2 separate regions of the Mus musculus genome follow, and region 1 is linked to region 2. A link is a contact called in public Hi-C data. All regions are on one chromosome and are shown on one strand. Each heading gives the region's core, a stretch centred on a gene start, on an enhancer-like site or on the middle of the called end of the contact. The rest is flanking DNA. Distances are from core to core; before and after follow the strand shown.

The links. Hi-C and Micro-C count contacts between places; a contact is called where the count stands out from the background.
Region 1: a contact with region 2 is called in a Hi-C map of cerebellar granule neurons, with 2.7 times the contacts expected there. The contact joins two enhancer-like sites.

Annotation. Positions count from the first base shown.
Region 1 is chr6:106,619,261-106,624,768 of GRCm38.p6, forward strand. The region is part of intron 15 of Cntn4 (contactin 4); the gene reads left to right. Among named protein-coding and RNA genes, the nearest start is that of Il5ra, 130 kb to the right of the region's middle. Within about 2 kb of position 2,716, at least 4 of the 459 cell types and tissues checked have an H3K27ac peak or open chromatin away from gene starts, as enhancers often do. A contact at or near this core is called in cerebellar granule neurons, where this site is marked.
Region 2 is chr6:106,260,968-106,266,072 of GRCm38.p6, forward strand. All of the region lies in intron 5 of Cntn4 (contactin 4), which reads left to right. Among named protein-coding and RNA genes, the nearest start is that of Il5ra, 490 kb to the right of the region's middle. Within about 2 kb of position 2,589, at least 4 of the 459 cell types and tissues checked have an H3K27ac peak or open chromatin away from gene starts, as enhancers often do. A contact at or near this core is called in cerebellar granule neurons, where this site is marked.

The DNA of each region.
Region 1 (5,508 bases), core at 1,466-3,965, 360 kb after region 2:
TCTACTGGTAAAATTGGAGACCATTTTTTTTTTCCTGCTGATACTCAATGCATTCTGATGAATTGCTTCATATTCTTTTTTACTGACCTATTTGTAGATTCCTCTCTGAAGTAAGACAGCCCAAGGCAAGTTAAAATATTCAGAAAGAATATTTACCTCAATTATAACTTAAGCATGAAGCTAAAAAAGTTCACCTAATTATATATGTCAGGGTCATTGGAAGTTGACAGTTTGCTGCCATCTTGAAAGTCCTTTTTATCATGAGTGTACTTATCTATAAAGATGGAGAGTTGGGAGTCAGAGAACATTAGTTAGAAGTAGATCTGTATTTATCTGGACTTCAACTACTTTGGTTTATTAATTCTCTGAGCCAGTAGCATAGGCATCTGCCTGCAGGTTTACTCTGTTTCACGGGGCAAAGGAAAAAGGCACTAGCTAATATTTATAGCATAGAATTCCATCTAGAGACCTTTGGTAATATATGGATATGTCAGCTACCAGAGGAGATTTAGTGATTGACTAGGACCAAGATAGGGAGCCCAAGCTTTCCAAGATGGGCACTAGTCAAGTCCATCCCTGTTAGAGTGATGGTCCTCTTATGCAGATATAAGAGAATACTAGCATGCCATGTTAAGTTATGATTAAAGACCAGGATTAAAGTTGAAAAGATCTGGCTTAAATCTCATTTCTTTGACTTATTATCTCTATGACCTTGAATGTGATTAGTAGCCTATATGGAGATAATAGCCATGCTGGCTTCTGTACATGGTTTCTGCATTTGTGATGATCCACATTAAGTGGCAAGCATGGGTGCCTGAGAATAGTGATGGTTGTTATTGTTCCTGATGTAGTTGTTATTTATATTATAATAAAATGACATTCTATATCACACATTCTATATCATTGAACACTTAATGAAGTTTCTAACCCAGTAGAGTAATTTTAAAAGGCAAGTAGGGAAGAGGTTATAGACATACAACCATAGACATCATATTTCCATGCTGCACTGTGGAGAGTGGGGTATCTTCTCATCAGAGTGCATACTCTGGAGATACTACCAGAAAGATGAAGAAATTATTCTCAACCGACCATTTAATTCTCTGCTGCCTTATTGTTTAGTATCACAGAGTAAAGCTTCCAAATATACCAGAATGAAGTATATCATGGCCACCTCATATTACATATAGATATAAATATTGCTGAGATAATAACTTTTACTTATCTTCATAAACTAATTTATTTGTTGCTATCTAATAAGGCATGGCCAATAATTCCTTAAGTATAATACAAGAGATATAATAAATACAGTTAAGTGTTTCTAACTTTAGTAATCATTTATGTGTTTTGATATGTATTGGGAAAACAATAGTTTACCTGGTGACATATACATGTAGTTCCTAGACAGGGAAGATCTCTGCGGCTCCCTAGCCAGCTCATTCAGCCTACATTGTCCAAGAAAATAAAGTGGGCAGCTCCCAGAGAACAGCATCTGGTTTGCCTACAAAATTCACATACATGTGTACAACATTCATGCCCACCTGGACATATAAATATGTATACCACACACACACATATATATATTTGTACATACAAAAATACCCACAAAGTCCTCCAGATTTTCTGCATGCTTATAATACCAGCACTTGGAATGCTAAGGCAAGAGGGTCAGTGTTGCCAGGTCAGTCTTGGCTCTAGAGAGAATTTGAGGCTAGCCTGAACTACATGAGACACTGTCTCAGGAAACACACACACACACACACACACACACACACACACAACACACACACACTAAAATTTTAAGAACAATATGAGTAAGAGGAAGGCCTGACAGAGGAGGAACGTGGGTAATTTGAAGAGAGAAAGGCAGACATGCTCATGTATAAACAGTTAAATTCAGGTTGTCCCAGCATAGAAACCCACCGTCCACTGGATGTTCATGTGCTTCAATGGTCTCTCTGGACTTGGTCACTGGCACTCAGATAGATCAGCTTCCTTACCCAGGTCTCTGATTCCTGTGCTGTTATGATATGGAGGTGAGGCTATGAACTTCATTTGGTCAGGAGGGTCACAAAAGATAAGAATCCTGTTACCTTAAGTACAGTCCAAAGTGGTTAGGAAGCCCTCATGTGGTATTATGGAGTAGTGCCCATGTGTAGTGAAGACTGTCTATTCTGCCAGTTTCTACCAAGGACATTAAAATAAGCTGAGAAATACAGTCGAGAAATCTGCTCCATAAAGCACAATAAAGGCAGAGGAAAACCGTTCTGAACTCAGCATGAACTGTGCCATGTGCTCGTCCCCCAGCAAATGCTCCAAGCCCACACCTTTAGTGCAACCGTAGCCATTTAGCCTGGAATATGGCACACTGCCATATTTTAATTCACTTTCCAGATCTACAAAGAGACTGATTTATCAGAGAAGATGCTCTCTAACCTTAAAATGTGCTTATGTTCGTTTTGATCTCTTCATATGTCTGGGATTAGAACTCTGGGAAGGTCAGACATCAGAACACATTTTCCTCCTAACCTTTTTACAATAATTGTGTCATTAACCACTCGTTTAAAATTCAATTCTCTTACTCACTACCTCTGGCCCAGTTATTTGGAGAGAGGCTGAAGGTAGATATTTTCAGACACGAGATCAGTGAGTAGAGGAGACGAGGACACATTCTCTACATGAGACAGGAGGTTTGAAATAAACCCCTGGCAAGTATCCATCTAGGGGATAAATATTCAAATTATGCATGAGCAGGCTTCCAGGCTGCAGGATTCTGACAGGTGCCCATGAGACTCTTGATTATCCTCCTACCGTCTGAATTTCTAAGTTTTGCTGATTTTATTTTTTATGCTAGTTGTAGTACACTTGGAATTTGGTTCGCTGTTTGACTCTAAGCAAGAACACTTCTCAAGTCAGACTCCCCAATCCTAGCAGAAAGCACCCTTTAAATGGAGGTATATGTTTATTATTATCAATGTTATTAAGAACTATGAGGATGGCAGCTACCTATACATGCAGTATTGGACTCACTGACATTTTATCTTTGTACCAGAGGTAGCAAGCACTGTGCTCTTTTCCATGGTGGGTGCCTTAGCTACACAGGTTTTATATGACAAATCTTTTTAATTCTCAAGCCTAAGGCAGAGTACCTGAGGTTGTTTGTCTGGGTGTGGACGGACAAGATAACCATGGTAATAACAACCCTATCTTCTATTGATCACCTCCAGGGATCAACATAAAATGCAGGCTTTTAGGCTATGGGTATGATTACCACAGTCATCTTGTCTCACTACCTCCAAAGGGAACTTGTGTAACTGTGGGTAGTGGTTTCAGTCTATGCTTTGACAGGCATCCTCCTACAAATGAAAGACTTTGCCTATGTCCCCTAGCAAGTGAAAATTGGTTAGAGGACTTCACGGGAATGCAGGTCTTCTAGGCCTTGCCCCCAACCTTCTGCATCATCTCACTGAAGGATAAGACCTGAAAAACACTGCATGTCAAATGAGAATTGCAACTGATCTTTGTCCTTACCTGAGCTAGAGAATGTCTGAGTCTGCACACCACGACCAGTGGGTTGTATCCAGCCATCTGCCTGCTTTGACGTCTACCCCAAAGCTAAGAATAGCGGTCACATGTTCAACTGGTTAGGGGAGAGAAACATGATATCTTTAAATGTAGAAATTTTATGAAATTAATATTTCAATATTTATAAATAAAGTATATTTAGAAGTCAGGCAGACATTTTGTTTATATGACTGTGCTTTAAAACTGTAGCAAGATTGTAGAGTTAAAAAGTTGGGTTAAAACATTAACTTTGCCTTTTAGCCTCCATGGCCTTAAATATTTACTGTTCAATCCTTTGTATATAGGCGGATCCTTTCTTTTGATAACTTTTCCTTAAATAATCCTTTAAAGATTGGTGTGAGACATATATATGTGTGTGTGTGTATATATGTATATGTATATATATATATGTGTGTGTGTGTATATATATATGTATATGTATGTATATATATATATGTATATATATATATTCTACCCTGACCATACACAGTTCTGCTTGCACCTTATGGTAATCTTGTGTACTGGAAATTCCTATCTGATGACTAGCTACAATTGGTAGAGAGATTTCTTTCCCAAGACATTCATTAGTCTCACCCCAGAGTCATCAGAGTGAATCATAATTTGGACATACAGTGAAAATACAGAGAGGCAATAGATTATCACCTGTCACAGAACAATAACTTTGGCCAGTCAGTAAACAATGCATTTAGCTTAATTCTACAGGATTTGTGGAGCTTCATATAATTAAAACAAAAAATAGTAGGCTAGGAAGATCCTACAACGTGAAGGACAGTCACTGGGGTTCCTTAACACACAAACCTCTCACTGTGAGCAGCCTAGTCTAGCTGGACTTCTGCCTTACACTTTTCCTAGGCTGCTCCTTTACTGATACAGTGATGTTTCTTTTGAGATAGGCCAACATAACAGTTTAACATCATTTCACCTGAATTTTAAGAGTTCTTTTCATCCATTTATTTTAAGTCATTACAAGTCATTACATAGAATCACAATCATAATAAAACCACAAAAAAAAATTACTTCAAGGGCCTATGAAGGAAGTGATTTTTTTTGTAGGCCTTAATTCAGACTTTATATACTCCCATAAAAAGTTAACTTTGCATTCCTTTGCAACCCTGCACACTGAAGGCACTCTGGGGATTGAGTGAACATTCGATTGATTACTTCCTTGCCAGACACAGTGATCATTGTTCATCTCATCAAAAGTTCATTCATGTCATTTATGTTCAGAAACAACAGCTTCTTCAAGTACCTTCACCCATATGTGTGTGTGTAGTAGTAGTAGTAGTAGTAGTAGTAGCTCAATCACATATATACATGTATAAGAGGTATATGTTTATGTATGATCATATAAATATATACATGTGGTGGTTTGAATAGGAATAAATCACAAAGACTCGTGTGTGTGAGTACTTGACCATAGGGAGTAACAGTGAGGTGGCATGACCTTATTGGAAGAAGTGTGTCACTATGAAGGTAGGCTGAGAGGTCTCCTATGCTCAAGCTATGTCCAATGTCACAGTCTATCCTTACTACCCGTGAGTCAATATCTACCACTCTCGGCTCCTCCAGAACCATGTCTGCCTGCATGCTGCCATGCTTCCAACCCTGATGATAATGGACTAAACCTCTGAAACTATAAGCCAACCCCAAATAAACATTATTTTTCTTTATAAGAGTTGCTCTGGTCATAGTGTCTCTTCACAACAATGGAACACTAAGACAACACACATAGAAAAAAGAAAATTTCTTCCCAGTATAGGCGGTGTAAAATTCATCTTCTGTGTTAACTCCATGGGACGTTGAGAAATATCAACTATCCCATGAATAGAGAGAAGTGTGGAAATATAATCTTTTTAGTTGGAAAAAAAGTTGGAAGGGGGAGTGCATTTGATGCAGCCTATATCTTATGTGTAAAATTATTCAACA
Region 2 (5,105 bases), core at 1,339-3,838:
CTCAGCACTTAGATCTGCTCATGAGCAGTTTGAAAATTAATATTCACTTTATAAAACTCAATAATATTATCTTAATTTTAATGAATATTTATTAATGGATATTTACATTTTTATTGCTGACTCAGGATTCAAATGTTAGCTAGGCTATATGTTCAGGTTAATTAGGCATTCTCTGCCTCAGTTTCTTTACTGGCTAACTAGTAATAATCCTATACTTCTTAGAACTGGACTCAGAGGAAGAATAGTTACATGTTAGATATTTGAACTATTTCCATAGCCTGTAATTCATGTTATCCAAGACTATCATTGCTTTTTATGTTTATTCATTTGTTGTTGTTGCTGTTCTTGTGTTGAGACATGGCAATCTATAGCTTAGGCTGACCTCAAAATCACTCCATAGCTAAAAGTGACCCTCAGCTTCGCATATTCCTGCATCCACTTCTGAAGTGTTGGGATTACAGGTTTATACCACTATAGTTTATGGTGTGTTATGATTAAACATGGGGCTATGTACATGCTTGAAAATATTACCAGCAATAAAGTATATAACCAGCTATTCACTGTTATTTCCAAAAGGTGTTAGAATAATTTATTAAGATCTAGTTCTGGGTCTGTTGTTTGCTAAAGCTGTTACAATAAAGTAGCATGGTTTTAGTGATTTAAACAGCAGATATTTGCTTTCTCATCATAGTTCAATAGTGTGTAGGTCCCAAGTTCAAGTTGTTAACAACTTGAGTGACTTAAGAGGTCTCTCACTGGGCAGAGTGCTATGCTTCTTTAATCCCAGCATTTGGAAGGCAAAGGCAGGTGGATTTCTGAGTTCAAGACTAGCCTGGTCTACAGAGTGAGTTGAACAATTGAATCTCTTGCAGAAGAACTGGGTTCAATTCCCAGCACTCATTTGTTGATTTACAGCTTTCTGTAAGTCACAGATCAAAAATATAAATGCCTTCTTACATCCTCTGATGGCATCAGGCATGCTCAAGCAATACATATATCCATGCAGGTAAAGCACTCAGGCACATAAGTTAAATAAATCTTTAAAAAGGTACACATATACATTGTGTTCTTCTGGCAAGTCCTTTTCCCTCCATCACATTTATCTGTGAAAGGGAACACATAGTCTCATGAACAGAAGTACTTTAGCTAAGCCAGCAGAGGAGAAGTAATTTAGCAAACTCTGAATTGCTATAAGGATACCATCTGTCTCTGATACTGAAATGGCAATTTTGATTCTTTTCCTATTTTATGATTATTGTTAGTTTATAGTTATTAATACTAAGTGGCTTCAGTGGTCACTTAAGGAAAGACATTAACTTTATTGTTAAAGCAATTAACTCACAATTAGATAATATAGTGTCTTAACTGATATTTTAAAGAAACTCTTTCAGTTAACAAATTATTATGTCCCACACAGGCTCCCTAGATATCAGTTGAATGTGCTGTAACAACTACAGAACAAATACCTCCGAGAGTTTCCTTTGTCAAATGCCACTATGCCTTGGGAACCAGCATTTAAACACTGTGCTAATGTCATTTGCTTTATTTGGGATGTTTGTATCCTATGTGTATCTTTCAACTACATCTATTTGCCAACCTTTACCAGTTCGTTGGCATTTTCACTTGAGGAAGGAGAAGAGCAGCCCAAGAGAGTCTTTAGGATAAAAATGACATCTCCTTCCTTTGTCCAACCTGTGATAACCTGTGGCATCAATCTTTGGTCCTCTTCAATGACTTTAGGACTTCTACTTCCTTAAATAAAATTTCTTCACCAAGGCCACCTGTACACACTATAAGTCACACAGTTCTATGGTATTCCCTTTGAACACACTAGATGAACAACTTTTCCACTTATAAAATTAGCCTCTCTTATCCAACATCCTGGATATTGTACTGAACAAAAGCCTACCCCTTTTTCAGCTTCAGTAGCCTGATCCAAACCATTAAAAGTTGAGAGCAGGAAGGGGAAATGTAATCTCATTGCATAATCATTTACAATTAGTGTCTCTACTATATGACTTACCAAGAAGGTGCCCCAACAAGATGGCCTCTTCCACACAGAAGGATTGGCCTGATCTAAATTAGCACCCCTCTGCTTGCTACATTAATCTTTAACAGTCAAATGAACACAGGTTGCTACATAGCTAAGAATAGATGTGGTACTCAACTAGTTCCAACACAGTGTGGGTCTATGAGACAGAGGAGATGAGAGAAAAGACTTTATGGAAGAGAAAAGACATAACTGCTATGTCTAGATTTAAGAGAGAGAGAGAGAGAGAGAGAGAGAGAGAGAGAGAGAGAACTTGAGCAGATTCGTTGAGAATAGAAAGGTCTATCTAGTGGTACAAATCAAAATTCTGAGTCATGGTAGAATTTGTGTCTCTGGAGTTTACAGTGTAGACTGTGATGCTGATGAGCACATCTATGCTCCTTTCAAACATGTTTGCAAATCGCGCACTTACTATTTTATGCATCTTGCCCATTGTCTAAGTCTTTCATGGATCTTTTGATTTGCTGTGTCCTTCTTGACATACAGTTTACCCCTCTGACTGTTTCTACTACATCCTTGTCCTTTGAAGCTTAATTTCATTTTTGGCAACTGTAAAGCTTACTATTTTTAGAAACTAGTTCTCAGCCAAGTCACAGTAGAGGTTGGGACTCATGCTGCGCAAAACTGTTTTTTCAGTTGAAAATGAATTGTGGCTATAAATTAATGAAGCTAATTTTCTTATGTGGGTTGTAAATCAGCTTTCTGTAGTACTTTAAAGAGGAGTTTAAAACTTCAGTGAAGTTATAAACAGGATAGCTTTTTTCTAAGCTATAAATCACCCTTTAAATGTAAAGTCTTTTTAATTGTTAGTAATTATTGAATTGTATTTACCAACTGCTTTAAGGCTCAATAAATATGTTCTCAATTTTTCCTTTTATGTATAAGATTAATTTCATTAATAATTATGCATTTGCTGCTATCTATTAATTAAAGTTCAGTGAAGTTCTTTTCCATAAGTAGATCATAGGGCCACAGGAAAATGAGAAAACTGCCAAATGTAGAAAATGAAGTTCAAAAAGGAAAACTAAACTAATTAGCTGAATTGTCAAGGATAATAATTGCTGCATCAGAGAATAGCTTTCCAGTGTCCTGACCATTGGTTTACTAAACCTGCTGTATCACTCATGTGCATCTGATGACTTCAGCCCGATCTATTCTTTACTGTCTTTTCTCTGCCTTGAATGTCTCCTAGTTTATTTCTCCTTTACTGTTTCTGCGTTTTGAAACTGGGACCAAGACAATTTCTACTCCTTTTCTTTCTTCTGCTTCCCTTTAGTGACTTCTTGAAAATGATGTGCATGTAATGAGCATGGGGCGAGCAGACTTGTAATTGTTTAAGAGTTTTGTTTACATAGGGGCCAAGTGGCCAGATCCTCTGCATCAAAGCAAGGGTGGGGTTTTGATTTATGTGTTTCTGGGTTATAAGTGGTTCCAAAGGGCCAGGTAGAAGCTGGAAAACAAGAAGTTGGGGAATAGAGTCCATAATAGGAAGTAGAAGTTTGAGGTGGTTGCTTGCTGTTGTTAGCTTTGTTTTTTGTTTTGTTGCCCTTGGTAGATGAAATGAACCTGATGATAGGATTTGTGTTTTCTAATTTACCCAGTGCCTCCTTCCTTTGTCAAAGCTCTTGGCCTGTGTCCTTTGGGGAATGGATAGGCTTTCTCCCCTTCCTCTGCTGCAAGGCCGAGCTACTGGAATCCAAATGGGATTTAAGATAGCACCGCAAACACAGGTCTTCACCAACTTCACTCAAGAGTGTCTTATCATGGCCAGGATATTTGCAAATCATCGAAATTTTTTCCTAAGAAAATATATCAAAACCAGATGACTTTTATAAAAAAACAGATTATTAGTCTCCAAAAGGAAATGTCGGATTTTGATTAATGTGCTAATTTCAAAATCATATTGTTTGTGATTGTGGGTATTGCAATGTGTATTATATGGTATATTCCACTTCTCTGCAAGCATTGTTGCAAACTGTATGCCTTTTTCCTAAATGTCCTAATAATATTAGGCCAAGATTAATAATTCTGAGAATTATAATGTATTGTTAGCCTTTGTCAAAAATTGGCTTATTGGAAATATTGAGCCCTTGCCCTCAGGATATATATATATATATATATATATATATATATATATATATATATATATATATATATATAGTATGTGTCTTTGTTTTAAAAAAGGAAAAATATTTGGAAAGAAGATATGGTTAAGTATAGGATTATGTTTGTAATAAATTTGTACCAAGCCCCTTCCTACCAGTTTTATAACACTAAGAAACCACAACAAAACCTATCAATTAACTTAGAAAGGACAGAAATCTGAAAATTTAAGTAAGGTCTGAGACGTAAGAAGATCTGCTTCTCATTATCTGTATAGAAAGCAGAGTCTTATAACCTATTTTATTGGGAGCACTAAGGTCCTTGAGCCCACAGATCACTAGGGAAACCAGAAATGTTAAACATGCAGCACTGTCTTTTCAAAGGAAAGGATGTAAAGCCTGTTCTTTTACACTGAAAGCTGGGAAGTAGAGATGATTAATAGCCTGGTGATCTATGTTATCTGTTATCAGGGCTGGAGGGGGAGGGGGGGCTAACTGTCTAAGTGACCCTAACATTATCTATATGGCCAGAAGCTCCCTCAAGCTCCCTCAACCAGGACCAAAGGTGCTTAATAGCCCAAATGACTTCAGTGCTATCTCTATTACCAAGACCATGCCAGATCCTTCCCTAGACCCATAAACTAATTAACGTACCTATCCATTGAACTTATCGTCTTGCAAGAAATGGCACGTACTTGGAGTATAAATGTAGTTATGCCTCATTATGCACCAGCAAATGTACTACATAGGGAAACTATTTCCCAAGTTGTACTGCATTTAAATATGCTGGCAACAAATTACCTGGCATCAGACTCACTACAAGTTTGATCCAGACCAACTAAGTCATATTGAACTAAGCTTTCTTTGACACCATTTTGTGGTTTATTTCCCTACCTCCTTTGATACTTATGGGTGTAAACACCCACACTACTTAAAAAGGAATTTGACCTGGG